Linked DNA regions of Mus musculus: region 2 is linked to region 1. The links are chromatin contacts, called in public Hi-C maps. All regions are on one chromosome and are shown on one strand. The core of a region is the stretch at or near the end of the contact, and the rest is flanking DNA. Distances in the headings are between cores, read along the strand shown.

What was found. Hi-C and Micro-C count contacts between places; a contact is called where the count stands out from the background.
Region 2: a contact with region 1 is called in a Hi-C map of cerebral cortex, with 2.9 times the contacts expected there. The contact joins two enhancer-like sites. A contact is called at or near these places in 3 of 484 Hi-C or Micro-C datasets (bone marrow-derived macrophages, cerebral cortex and embryonic stem cells), 2 of 115 datasets of contacts at active chromatin or transcription factors (the NIH/3T3 cell line and hepatocytes) and 1 of 9 other capture datasets (embryonic stem cells).

What each region holds. Positions count from the first base shown.
Region 1 is chr14:120,116,143-120,123,736 of GRCm38.p6, forward strand. Gm4681 (a long non-coding RNA gene) reads right to left here. Exons shown (of 7, transcript XR_001781467.2): 3 at 5,266-5,372. Among named protein-coding and RNA genes, the nearest start is that of Gm4681, 22 kb to the right of the region's middle. Within about 2 kb of position 3,144, at least 12 of the 459 cell types and tissues checked have an H3K27ac peak or open chromatin away from gene starts, as enhancers often do. A contact at or near this core is called in cerebral cortex, where this site is marked.
Region 2 is chr14:120,405,456-120,413,049 of GRCm38.p6, forward strand. The region is part of intron 7 of Mbnl2 (muscleblind like splicing factor 2); the gene reads left to right. Among named protein-coding and RNA genes, the nearest start is that of Gm26679, 20 kb to the left of the region's middle. Within about 2 kb of position 4,671, at least 4 of the 459 cell types and tissues checked have an H3K27ac peak or open chromatin away from gene starts, as enhancers often do. A contact at or near this core is called in cerebral cortex, where this site is marked.

The DNA.
Region 1 (7,594 bases), core at 1,894-4,393:
TGAACCAGGCTGCTTTACTTATAGATATTCTTTATAAGGATCCCTTGTTCTACACCAAGTTTACACTGAGTGTTTAATGATCTAAACCCTAGTTAATTTTAAAATGGGAAATAAAAAATTATACGATAAATGTTCACATTCTATCACAATTGATCACATGTAATTACCATGAAAGGTAAGCGACAGCCATATTATGCTTACAAACACTAAGAGTGCTTTCCTTTAAAGTATGTAATAACACTGAGATTATAGCTCATATGTATTTCAAGTTTAAATACTGGCAAACTTATCTATTGAGCAGACTATATGACTCAAGAATATTTAATCTCCAATAATTCTAACTGCCTCAGGCGAAAATACATACATCAATGACAGATACACTCTGAATCGGTTTCTTTTCTATTGCTGTGATAAAACATCATGACCAAGGCTACATAAAAAAGAAATGGCTTAACTGGGCTTACAGTCCCAGAGGGTTAGCGTATATGATGTTGGAATGAAGGCAGAACAGCATCAGCTGAGAGCTCACATCTTAATCCACTAGCAGACAGATCAAAACCCAACCCCATGACACACCTCCTCCATCAAGGCCACAGTTTCTTATTTTTCCCAAACAGTTTCAACTAAGGATCAAGTATCTAAACATATGAGCTATGTTTTCATTCAAAACCCTACATTTTCTACTTCAATACACGATCAGAGAGAACATTGTATGGGATTGAGTGGTGATGTGGTATAAACTGGAATGGCCTCAGGAGACCAAGTTACCAAATGCTTAGGAAGTTTGTGTGCACGTTGTGTGCTCAGCTATCATTAAAAATGAGCCATGCAGTCTTGCAATTAAATTGCACTGGGATTAAGGTGATAACTAACTCCTAACTGTTTTAGTCCATCTCAGTACTGTCTACACTCACGCAGGCATTCTGTTGTCTGTTCCATGGACACTGTACATGGGACCGTGCATCATGTGACTCTTCTAAGTTCCATATTAGGTGACATCAGCAATAGTGACAACTTTAATTTGGCCAGTTTGGCAAATCCACAAAATAAGGGCTGGACTAAGGGCTTGTTAACCTGCAAACTATAGACTATGGGTAGTTTTATAAAGTAAAATTATAAATTTAAACCTTATGAGTTATATAGTTCCATTAGAATATCCTCTTATTTCCTGCTGTCTGTGCTACTTTTATAATAACTGCACAAAGTGGCACAAACTCAACAAAGATCCATGCCCCACTAATCCAAAAATACTTAGTATTTGATCAATTAGAGAAAAAATGCCGATACCTAGTCTAGGTTTAAGAGGCTAATTGACAGAATGTTAATTTTGTAAGTTGAATATAGAAAGTGTGTCCTGTATACAGCTATCACATTCTGGCTAGATAAAGACTTGGTAAATTTTTCTTTCAGTACTCAAAACAACTATTCAACTCAGCAAAACAGTTGCCTGCATAATTAGCAAATGATTTAAAATGGCAATGTATACAATTGTATACAATGTAACACCAAATTTAAAGACATTTTGGTGTATTAGTGTAATTTTTTGGAGGATGAGAAAAAGTTTAAACAGACCACATGTTAATTTTAATGATGATAAATGGATTACAAAGAAGTAGTCAATTTAGGATGCGACTCTATTTGTCAAACCAAGGCTGAATGACATTGATGGATTGGATATATACGCACAGGAGTTTGGCAAAAATCAGTGAAAGTTTCCTGTGACTCAATTGTTTACGGAAAGCTCAAAATGTTGAATGGTTTATCATTATCTATAAATCATATGCCATGTATTGGCATCAGTAAAAGTAATAATCACACTCATGTGCTCAGTACACACACAGACACACATATTCATACACACACACACACACACACACACACACACACACACACACACACTTTCCCCTAGAAAGCTTGTCTTCAAACAATGAAGTGGACAGGATCAATCAGAAACCAGCATGTGTACTTTCTGTGTGTCTCCATGATATTAGGACACTCAGGTTCTTGTATCTATTTCCCCAACTAAGCCAGGAAACCAAGATTGGATAGAAGACAATATCTTGGGCAATGATAAAATAGAAGAAAGTAAGGAGACAAACTCTCATCCAGTTACACACAACCTGAAGGAGCATCCACTCTGAGTAGCCTTGCTCAAGGCCAGAGACAAAGAACATTGGGTGCTAGGGGGATAACAACTGACATCTGGAGCTTTAAACTGCTCTGGAGGCCATGACACCAGGGCTCGATTCCACACCCAGAGCACTGCCCAACAAGGTTTAGTGGGTTGGGGGTAGAGGTTCTATTCCACACTCAAGAATGAACCTAGGGTCCTTCCACTTGAGGCCTAGACCAACCCCAGACATCTTAGAGGATCATGGAATATCTTGTTTATGGGTGACCTACAGGAGAGTGTATACTGATGATAGCAAGCAGTCTGGGGATAATTCTGGGGGGATCTGCACAAAAGGAAATGGTCATTTGTCGATACAGAGTATTCCCTTACTGCAGTCCGTTCCCATCCCTTCCTTTGTGGACAGGAAATTTGTCATACATGACGCTTCCCTCTGTGAAGGGCATCCTAGTAAACATGCTGGACTCATCCAAACTGCACAGTAAACCTAAAACAGTTCAGGCAAACTGGCCGACAGTTGTCTGCTGCAGATCTGCAGGGCTCGAGCTGGCTCCAATAGATTATGAGAAGGGTGAGGGAGATGAGATTAATCGGTCCCTATTTCTCTGATTTAACTACTGTTCCACCTTAATTTTACAAAATAGAGACTCAAATACCTAGCTGCTTGGCGTTTATGACCTGAGGTCAGTGTATGCTTTGTTAGTGGAACTTGGTGAGTCTTTTCTAAAACGTTGTGTAAGGAAAAGCAGGTGCTCATAGGAGATGATAGGGAAGTATATGGAAGACTCAACAGAAGAACAAAAGGGACATCCTGGAGAATGGAATGGCACAGAGCAAAGACCAACACCCAACGGTGAGGACAGAATGAGGTGCCTGCAAGTGCATGTGTATCGGTGGATGTCTGAGGAACTTGCCAAAGTCTATTTCCAGCACATGATTCTGAGGACAGCAGGCAGGAATGTGCTCCTGGAACAGTGTCAAGCAAGCAGGCCACCTTCGTCTCCCCAGCGTGGGTGCCAGTAGTGACATACATGTGAGGGAGCTGCTTCCACACACCTCCCTCCATCTGCTTCCTGGACTCTAGGAACAGAATGGAAGTGCTGAGAGCTGTGGCAAAGCCAGAGCCACTGCTGTCAGTTGGCCCAGAGACACCTCTTGTGGAGTTTGGCACACTTCACGCAGGTACACACTTTGGTGAGAGCCACTGTCCAGTGTCATCTATAACATGAGTTAAAACACTATTGCTCACGGGTCTTCTTTCATAAGCAACAAGGACAGGAAGATCACAAAAAAGGGCCCAGAAACGGACACGTAGGCTCTTACCCACCATGTGATGGAGGTTTTCCTTGGCCCCCGGTGTGTAGGAAGGCTGCCCCCTGTGGTGGCCTTGCTTGCCTTCTTCTTTTGGGTGTTTCCTGGTGTAACTCTACCATCTGTCATGTGGAGTATTCTGAGAAAGGCCCTCCTATTCTAGCAACCTGCAGAGGGATGACAGATGAGTGTGGGGGAGGGGAGCACATGTCCCCCTCTCTGAGTGGGCTTGTGTGACTTCACGTCAAGCAGAGCTATAATTACAAATGAGCTTTTGAAAAGAATGCATTTCCAAATGTCAAGGGTTGTGGTTTCTTCCATTGTCTTTCCATTTCTCATCTGTTTTCCCCATAAATTTATTTTTTGGTGAAGAAGAGACAAAATCTTAGAACCCTTAGAATCTAAGGACCCCAGAAAAGTAGCCTTTTCTTTTTACAAAGTAAAATTAAAACCTTAAGAGAAGTCATCAATAATAATAAACATTGTAGCCCCTGGATAGTCAGAACAATGGTGTGAAAAGAACTCGCTACTGCCCTGTGCTATCCAATGTCCTATATGTCAGCCTGCAGTCCGATTTCATACTTCTTGAAATGGAAGGATCACAGACAGCTCTGAGGACAAGATGCTCAGACATTGTAAGCACACTCCGTACAGAAAGAAAATGTAATCTCTTGAATAATTTATACTGATTGCAGTATATATACTGATTGTTCAAGTAGTAATTTTTTTAGTTACAAGAGACTAAATAGAATACATAATATTTAAATTTTTATTAAGTGGTTTTAATTTTTTAATGCGGCTGCTAGAAAGTTGAGAAATATATTTTCCGCACGTTCCTGCCAGACACTGGGAGATAGCCAGCAGAGTAAGGGAGCCATGGCATTAATAATTAGCCTAGAAACTCCCTTGCTGGTCCCCTCTCAAGTTCACACTTATTACCCAAAGCTTTAACTGGCAACCGCTTTATTTTCTTCTTATTCCATCTATTTTAGGAAATGAGAAGCATTTAGAAAATGAGAGGTGCATACTGTTACGGTATAACTCTTAAACCAGAAACTTCAGCCTTTCTCTGTTCTTTTTTTTTTCTGGTTTCTTTTTTATTTATTTATTTTTTATTACGTATTTTCCTCAATTACATTTCCAATGCTATCCCAAAAGCCTCCTACACCCTCCCCCCACACCCCTACCCACCCATTCCCATTTTTTGGCCCTGGCGTTCCCCTGTACTGGGGCATATAAAGTTTGCCTGTCCAGTGGGCCTCTCTTTCTAGTGATGGCCGACTAGGCCATCTTTTGATACATATGCAGCTAGAGTCAAGCGCTCCGGTGTACCGGTTAGTTCATAATGTTGCACCTATAGGGTTGCAGATCCCTTCAGCTCCTTGGGTACTTTCTCTAGCTCCTCCATTGGGGGCCCTGTGATCCATCCAATAGTTGACTGTGAGCATCCACTTCTGTGTTTGCTAGGCCCCAGCCTAGTCTCACAAGAGACAGCTATATCACGGTCCTTGCACCAAACGCTTGCTAGTGTATGCAATGGTGTCATCGTTTGGAGGCTAATTATGGGATGGATCCCTGGATATCGCAGTCTCTTGATGGTCCATCCTTTTGTCTCAGCTCCAAACTTTATCTCTGTAACTCCTTCCATGGGTGATTGTTTCCAATTCTAAGAATGGGAAAAGTGTCCACACTTTGGTCTTCGTTCTTCTTCAGTTTCATGTGTTTTGCAAATTGTACCTTATATCTCACTATACTAAGTTTCTGGGCTAATATCCACTTATCAGTGAGTACATATTATTTGAGTTCTTTTGTGATTGTGTTACCTCACTCAGGATGATGCCCTCCAGGTCCAACCATCTGCCTAGGAATACCCTTTGCGTAAAGCACACGGTGGGGGTGGTGCACTGTGAGGAGATCAGAGAACAAAGTCCTGTGGAAAGGGAATGAAGAGGTCAGATCGATGGTTAGAAAATTCGCCGCCCTTCTTGGAAGAGACAGGTCTGAGAGCACCTAGGGCAGAAGGGAGAGGCTGAGTAAGCCTCTACTACCTAATTTACTAAAGACCAATAGGTTTAAAGGGCTCACTGTTCCACCAATCATATTGTGCCTAGTTGCTGATGCTACATTCTCTGACCCTGGAAACCACATAAAAACTTGGTGATTGGGTGACCAGGGTTACCACCTCTCCTTCCGGTCTGGGATGACCCCAGTGCACTGAATCAATAAATTCCTCTTGCTTTTTGCATCGATTAGGGCTCCACATGGTTCACTCAGGGGGCTCCCCGGTAAGCTAAGGCTCGCCAGAGTCTTACGTTAGTAACTGAGTTATGTTAAAAAGCAAATAATTAAAAGTCTCACAAATATGTAACGTTTCAAAACAGTTCACAAAAGGATTAAACTACATGTTCCAACTTCCAAACTGGACTGGTTCTCCCGCCCAGGAATGTCTTTGCTATCCGGATCCTGTAAGAGTTAACATGGCTCTAAGCCAGCATTTACAACATGTCCTGAGTTGATGGGAGACTCGAGGAATATAGCCAGTACTTTAAAGAGTTGATGCTGACTCAAATTATATTATTGTTGCTGTTATTGCTATCACCTCCACCATCATCACCATCACCTCCACCATCATCACCATCATCACTGCTGTCATTATCATCAGTATTGTTTGTGTGTGAGAAAGGGGCTTGACAACTTTCATGAGTTGATTATATTGCTCAATCTCAGGTCTTGAGACAGACAGCCTCTGTTTTCAATGCGGTCTCATCAGCCCTTTAATCCATTCTTAAAAGACCAACTGGAGGACCACTTTCACATGCATTCATAATCCCTCTGCCAAGCATTCACATGTTCACGAGAAAGACTGAGAAAAAGTGGAAAGACACGAAGGGATCCCACGAGGCATACACGTACAGAAAGAGCAGGTGCAGTGTACAGGGGAACAGAGGGAGGAGAGATGCACACTTCTCAAAAGAAAACAAACAAACCCAATAATGCGGGTGAAAACTACCAGAAGCCTTTATCAAGATAGCTGTGAACATGTGGAACAGGGGCTGGAAAGACTGGAAGGGAGAGGGGGTCAGAAATCTGTTGGTAAATTGTATCTCCTAGGAACATTAGAAGCTGCACTCACAAAGTTCCACCAACGTGACTGCCCAAACACAATCTGAACAAACAGGACAGCAATGAACAGGCCAACCTGAAGAGAGAGAGCTCCACAGCCCCCAAGCCCTCGGAGTAGAACCGCAGGCGACTGTGCAAAACTGGGAGCGAGAGGAGTGGTCCTCCATAGGGAGGATGCACACATGGTTGCTCAGTGCCAAACAGACAGCCCTAAAATCCCACGTGGAAGTTATATTGTATGGACTCAGCAGGGTAGAGATATATATGGATATACAGATGCATACAAGTATGGATGCTATAACAATTAAATTTTTTTAAAAGAGAGACCATGAATTTAAAGGAGAGTGGGGAGGACTGTATGGGAGGATTTGGAGGGAGAGAAGGGAAGGAAAACTGTGAAAAACTTACAATCTCAAAACCAAACAACAAATGTGTGAGACCCAGCTAAAGCTGTGCTCAGGGCAAATCTGTAGCCTTAAGTGCTTGCATTAGAAAACCTTAGAATCCACAGTCTAGGATTTGGGAGCCAGAAAAATCTTCTTGTAACAAGCCAGGTCATAAACATTTGACTCCTTGACTAATATATGGTCTGTCCAGAAATATTCAACACTTCTTATAGTGAGAAAGAAGCCATAAATAACAGAAAAGTAAACAATTATGTCTGTGTTAAAAATCATTATGAACACTGAAATTTGAATTTCATGTAATTTTATGTATTAATATTTTTAGAAATTTTAATCAAGCAAAAACATTTTTAAAAATTCAAAATGATATATGGACTTAATACAATGCCAATCAAATGTTTAACAGGATTCTATTGCATAAATTAATTGATTTAAAACTATATATTGGAAAATAACAAATTTAAAATACTGAAAATAGAAAAGTTACAGAAAGTCACACTGTACTATAAATCTTAATATAAAAGAAATATCCTGATCAAAAAACACTTGTATCAGTATGAACGTGCACATAAGACAATTGGATAGTATGCAAAGACACATAAACACCTTTTTTGATTTTCACAAG
Region 2 (7,594 bases), core at 3,421-5,920, 290 kb after region 1:
CATGCTTGTCGGCCACAAGGGATGTGTGTGAGGTGGTGAGCTATGCTCTCATCTCACAGAGGAAAGCACCCCCACATGGAGGCCCTCCCTTCAGAGAATAATTTGGGAGTTTTTTGTTTGTTAGCTTTTTATTTTTTCATTTTGTGTTTTCTTTTAAATAAACTCAACCATGCTGAGAAAAGATGAAAAGGATTTTTTTAAAAAAAAAAAATGTGGGCTGAGACCTTGGGAGGACAGCCAGGCCAATAGGTGAAATGGTAAGTTAAACACAGGGAGAGGGTGTGCCGGAGTGTGGATGGCTGTCTCCCAGCTTTGGCCTGCAAGCCAGAAGGACAGGTTCACCTCCAGCATGAGGAGAGGCGGGACTACACTGGAGGGCAAGAATAAATGCTACCCTCTGCTGTGTCCTGAGAAAGCAGACTTAAGAGAAGTAGCAAGGCTAGTAGACAGCAGGGACAGAATAAGAGGACAGTGACCATCTCTCTGCTCTCCACAAGCGCCAACTTGGCCTTTAAGGAACATCAGCTTGTCTTCCAATTCAGTAGCTCAGAAAGCAGCAAATAAATTCCTGAACTGGGAAGACCTGATATCTGTTATTTGGTCGGTTGGTTGATTCTGAGGTTTTAAACAGGGGTGGGAGACAGGAGGAAGATTCTACACCCTTCTAAGTAGGTTCAAACGCCTTTTCACTCACTTGGTGTGCGGCATCCAGATGCCTGCCTCTCAAAACCAGGTTTCTTTGAGATTTATCCAGTTTGTTAGAAAACCCCCCGTCCTAGGGAAACAAGTTTCCCTTGTCCTATAGGAGTGCCTGCCACAGTAAATTCCACGTTCATGACAGATTGGGTGTCTCTGATCCTCAGACATCTCTCTTACAAAGGGAAAGGGCCAAGATAAAGGCGTGCTTTAGAGATGACGGGTGAGTCCCTGCTTGCATCCACTTGTGCGTGAGGCACAGGTGAGAAATGGCCTAGTGACTCTTCAGTGCTGTTTGTAGAAAGCAGTGAAGTAGTCACAGTACAGAGAGGTTTACCTAAGTGTGCAAGGGAGGGGGGAGTGTACAGGCTAGCTGGAACCCTAAGTATGCCCCTTCAGGGTGTGATTGATAAAGGAACTAACAAGTTTAACTTCGATTTAATCCAGAGCAGGGAAACTGGAGGAGACCTGAATGGCTGCCTCAATCCTAGATTCCTTGTGAGTTTCGTGATTTGTTAAGACAGTTGCTGCCCCGGTGCGGCACATTGATGGCGAAGAGAAATGGGGTCTCAGTCCCCGTGAAGGTCTGCTTACACATGGGAACAAAGCACAGAAAATTAGATTACTGCAATATAAGCTTTCAGATATGATATTCGTTATCTCGCTCGATGAATTCTGAAGAGCCAAGTGACTACCAAAGAGCTCTAAGCATCTAAGAGCAGGAAACTCAGCGGTGGCTAATGACTGTGGAATAACAGGTTATCAGCGTGTTAAAGTTCACTCTGTAAATGCCAGTCGCACCAGGCCCATGTGACCTATGAAAGTCAATAAAAACTCATGAACCTGGAGATTTGTGAGTGCTTGGCAGAGAAGCTCAGGAAGGAGGAAGTGGGGGCGAGACTGCGGAGGGCGGAGCTCACTGAGTGACAGGCACCCTGCTCTAAGTCAAGAACTGGCTGTGCTTGTCACAAAACGCAGTTGTGTTTCAATTGTGTTTTGGCTAGTTCAGATTGCCATTTCAAACACTGAAAACTTCATAGGTACTCCTAATCAGATGCAAGCGATTTGAAAGAGAAGGAGGGTACACCGGAACTCCCCAGGGCAGCCTCCACCCAGAGCATTTTACACCAGCCCCTGGAGACACATCACCAATCAGTAACTATAGCTTCAGCCTAAATGCCCAGAAAAGTCTCTCAACCTTAGACTTGCAGTTTGAGAAAGACAGAATATAAATACATTCTGGAAGTTTTATTTTATTTTAAAGAAATAGCTGCTTAGCTCTAAAAATACATAGTAAACAAAAATATAACAAGCAGATTTATCGCGTTATTTTCTGATATAATTGTTATTTTTTGATATAATTTAATCTCAATATATTAAATTATAAATAATAATAATAATAATAATAACGACAACAGCAACAACAATATAAACCACTTACTCCATAGCAGGTATAATACTAATGATCTCTCATTTTACATAGCTTGACTCTATTACATTGTGTGTGTGTGTGTGTGTGTGTGTGTGTGTGTGTGTGTAATAGATACCACTAGATCCTCACTGTGGTTTTATGAGACTGGTAAAATGTTCATCTTTCTCATTTTATAGATGGTAAAACTTAAATAACATTTACCTGCATTAACTGAAGTGTCACGGCTCATAAATGGCCTGGTGGGCTTACAGCAGATGTCAACTGACTGCAGATGTCTTCCTCTTCTGTTGATTGGTAGTTTGCTGCCTTCTAGATAATAATGAAAGCTCAAAAGTCACATCTCACAAAATAACTATCAGGCAGGGGTCACCATAAATGCAAATCCTTTAAGGAAGGCCTTTTAGCAGCCTTGTGAATGTCTCTAACTAAGGAGGACACAAAACTGGGAGGATGAGTATAGGCATAGAGGCCAGCTACTGAGGTGAGCACCAGGTCATGTTTAGAAATTATACTGTAGACCTCATTAGGGTTAGAGTTAGGTAATGTTATGACCTGAGAACATTACCTATAATGTCTAAAGAATAAATCTAAGAAAGAGTTAGCTAGCAGTCTTAGTAAGCTGGGTGTGAAGGCAGTTTTCTTGTTTAGACTCAAAGACGGGCATCTCCCACTGTCAGAATGCCTAGGCAACAATAAACACGAAATCACATTTAAGCCAGTCAGCTTCAGCCTAGTCACAGGGCTCGAATGTGTGAAGTTGATTCAGAATAAACAACTCAGTGTGTAGTTACCTAATTTTTTTCATTATAAGCATTTTGTCTTAATAATAGACAGATGTGGGTTAAAATTCCTATAACCTAAATGATTACAGAAATGTGCTTCCAGGGTTTTTTTTTTTTTTTTTTTTTTTTTTTTTTTTTTTTTTTTAGTGTTTTGGATTTTCAAACTCAAATATATTTTACACGTTAGTACACAGGTACAGTGGAGGGGAGGGGAGGGACATAGAGCCTAGCTGGAAAAGAGCCAGTGATTGGATTGGTCAGTGTAGGGGTGTGGCCCGGAGTATGGCTGACTGTAGGTGGGCACTGACCTTAATGTTGCCCACATTAGGGATCTCAGGCAGAGCGGTCTTGGGAACAGAAGCTAAGAAGACTAGACAGTTGGACTTGAGGTTGGAGAGTCTGCAAAGACTTGAAACATTTTAACCGGATCCTGAACTGAAACAGTGACAGCTGGCCAGAGTTTGCTTCACCTTTGCATGTTACACTGGAGAGTAACTTAAAGCCAAAGACAAAAGTCAAAAACACCTTCACGCTATGACAGAACTCATCCAAAGAACTCTGTCTCGGGTGGCAGAAAGAAATGTGGAAAGGCGTGAAAGGTTACCACAGAAAGTAATTTCTTAGGCTCTGAGTTCTTTCCAGAGCAGTAGCTTGGTGGCTTCATTGGTCATATGCATCTAGTGTACCTACCCCAATATGTTGTTATGGAGAACTACCAAAACCTAGAGCCCCACAGGGGTGCACAGACTCCCCTCAACTGTAAAGAGATGCCACTCGCTCTGGCTCTGCATTATAGTTCATATAGGATAAACGAGTTCATTCTGGTTTGGGAGATGTCTGGGAGAAAAACAATTACAGCCTAAATATTAGGACTCTCTGGAGCTCCCAGACAGCGCCTTCAAAACCAAAGTCATGCGATGTTTCCAACACGGTGTGAACAAACACCTAACCGTGTCTCCAAAGCATGCCAATTCATGGTCATGGCCTTCACACTTCACACCTCTATGTAAGTCCTCCTAAGAGTAAGCTCACTCAACAGATATTCGGCCTTAAGAAATTGGTTGATAGTGTGTCCGTCATGTATATATCCCGTTTCCAGTTACATTTATTTATTTATTTAGGGCATGTGTGCGCGTGCACTCACCAGCATGTATATGGAGCCCCAAAGACAACTTGCAGGAGTTGGTTCTCTCATTCTACTATCTAGGATCTAGGGGCTGAACTCGGGTCATCAGGCTCTGCACCCAGTGCCTTTACCCGCTGAACCATCTCAACCCCCCTCCCCATCTTTTTATTGAAATATCTGATAAGCTAGAAGTTTTCATTTTTCAGACACGGCAGATAGATATAGGTGCGTTCCATCTGACATTCAACCTGAGTAACATTCTACCAGAAAGAGAGTACGATTTCCTGTAGCCAGAATCACCCACTGTGTTTTAATTGGCCTTTCTAAGAGCTACTTTTAAGGAAATCCTGTCTCGCCTTACTCACCTTCAGGGCCACAGTGGACATAACCCAAAGCCACTGAGGTAAGGGTGTTCCGATTCATCCCTATCACAGCTCGGCCTTGAAGGATTTCTATTATTCAGTGCCATCTGCTGGGACTATATTCAGACAAATGTAGGAGGTCGTCGGCATTTCCACTATCCATCACTTGACCCATTTTAGAGCCTGTGTTTCTCACAAGAAAGTATCTTGGTTCTGCCGGGCCCGGTGCGGGAGGGGTGGGTAGGCTTTTGTCAGTTCTCCCTCCTGGAATACACAGCAGAGTGGCCAGCCCCCGTGCAGACGTTAAAACTGCCAAACACTCCTTTCTCACAGTCTGCCCATCCCTGAGTGCTGAGGACAAAAAAAGCGCTGGGGGCCCCAGAGTGATGTTGACCCCCCCCCACCCCCTCCCAAAAGCAAAGACCGCAAGCCGTCGCACGGCATGCTGGGTAGAAAACCATCAGACTCCACCCCTTCTACACTGCATGGTGGTTGGAGGGTCCTCCCTCTTCCATCTTTCACTGGTTAAGACCCTAACTATTTTGCTTGTACGCTTAGTTTGAGCTCCTTGGTGACTGATTCTAACTGTCAGCGTGGAGGAGTCTAGATTTCCTGGTAGGGGGAAATGTTTTCAAAGTACAGTGCAGGGCTTAGGCGAACTGAATGAAGGAGCAAGGTAGAAGGACAGATGGAGTTGTGGTTGGCCTGTTTGTTTGTTTGTTTTGTGTGTGGTTTTGTTTTATCTTTAAGAAGTCAGGAAATCAGCTGGTGAGATGTCTCTACAGGTAAAAAGCATTTGCCACACAAACCTGAATATCTGAGTCCCAGAACTGAGTGAAGGAGAGAATTGATTCCCGCATATGTGCATCATGACACACATGCACTCGTATTCACACATACACATTGTACACACACACACACACACACACACATGCATGAGAGATCTCTCAGAACATCAAGAGAGAACAGACCTTTCCTTTGCTGGCTTCAGAGGCAGCTGCTTCAGGGGCGCCTGCAGCGAGGCTTGATTAATGAAAATACCTACAGATTCGTTAGGGAAAGCGAGTTATGTAATCACTGCAATCCAGTACAGTTTCTTTTTTTTTTTTTTCAAATAATTCACACCTCCTGGTGAGAGCCTTGAGCAGACTTTTTGTACATAGCACCTGAAGACATAGCAGCTCTAGTTCTGAGCAGCTTGGCCTGTCCGGAGAGTCCTGAGGTGCCTGGTGCGTTGTCCTACTTAGAGCTTCAGATCCTATACTCTTTCGAGTTTTGATGGGACTTTGGGTGGGGGTTGTTATTGAATTTAAAGTCATATTCCCCAGAGTATGTTGGTTTTTTAGGTGTTAGTAAAGCCGGGTTCCACAACTCTTAATGTCAGGCTTCTGGCATGGAGCTGTGTGGATACATAGTTCATCTTGTGTGTTATTCCCAGCTGGAGGTTTTCAAGGAAGGGCAGACTAGCTGCCACGCATGAACTCAGCCAGTGTCCAAGGGCTCGATGATGGGTAGGGCTTTTCTCCATCACAGCTGTCCCAAACAGAGCAAGTGTTTTCTGCATCCAAATCTGGATGCCGTCTTGCACTTCTGCCTGAGGGCTGGAGAAGTAACCAGTGTGTGTGTGTGTGTGTGTGTGTGTCTGTGTGTGTGTGTGTCTGTGTGTGTGTGTGTGTGTCTGTGTGTGTCTGTGTGTGTGTCTGTATGTGTGTGTCTGTGTGTGTCTGTGTGTGTGTCTGTATGTGTGTGTCTGTGTGTGTGTGTCTGGGGGGGGGGCTGGGGGGGTCCCAAGAAACCGTGGCTGCATTTACCAGAAATGGAAGAGGCAGTAACTTCCAGGATCATATAAGTTTCAGTTTATTCCAGTTGGGAGGGATAATAGAGGTCATTAGAGGTCATTAGAGGTCAGTGACTTAGTAAGGAGATATGAAATCATTAGAACGTGTCCTAAGAACACGAAACCCCCTATGTAAATATCACTGCATGGGAAATAAGCCCCAAGGTAAGATTCTATACCCAAAGTAGCCAGGGACATATCTCTATCTCTGCAGGAATGGGGGAGACTGGGATGTGGTAAGGTGCGGGCCAACCTGGAGAATATGCAAAAGGTGAAGGCAAGGGACTCGGGAGATAGCTATGTCAACAGGACACTTGCTGAGCACGCTTGAGCACCTGTGCTCAGTCTGCCAGAGCCCAGAGAAAAGGCAGATGCAGAACTCCATCATCCCAGCCACGGAAAGGTGGAGGCAGGAAGATCTCAGTGTCTTACCAGGCTAGTCAGACACTCAAGCTCCTAGCTTAGCAAGGCTCAATGCATAGGGGAAGGGACTATAGACTGGCTCACTTAGGAAACTGCCTGCTACCCAAGTACTAAAACCTGGGTTTAGAGTTCCAGCAGTCCATGTAGAAAGATGAGTGTGGCAGCAGAGAACTGGAACCCCAGCAGAGACAGGCAGAACCTGGAACTCGCTGGCTGTCTGGTCTAATAGATACCTTTGAAGTTCAAACTCAGTGAGAGACTTTGCCTCAAAGGAATAAGACAGAGTATGGTTAAAGAAGACATCAGATACCAACATCTGAGCCCTACATGTGTATACACACACACACCCCGCATACACACACACTGCACATATACATACCCCACATGCACATACACACATATAAATATATACATACTTAACACACATATACATGCATACATACATATATACATACATAATACATACATACATTCATACATACAGTGAAAAGCAGTTGAGTACATCTGACATGGACCTCTGGCTTCCACATGCACGCACACACACACACACATACACACACACACACACACATGCACAAAGGAACCCATATTCATATGAATTAATCAAATGCTAGAAACAAAAGTGTGGTCAAATGAAAGAGGAATTCATATAAAGCCTGTTACCTTACATGATTTTGCACTTAAACCTACAACATGAACTCTCTTGTCACTTCCACATCTGAAGAAATGAAAGTTTAGGTTTGGTCATAGCGTTAATCGGTAGCAAAGGCTGCATTTGACCTTAAAGCCTGTCTCAGTCAACTTTCTGCCAAGTGACCGAACACCTAAGATAATCAGCTTCATGGGGAACAACCTTCGTCTTGGCTCAGGTGGGGTTTCAGTCCATGCTTGGTTGGTCCCTTGCTTTGGGGTTTGTGCCAGCATCGCACATCATGA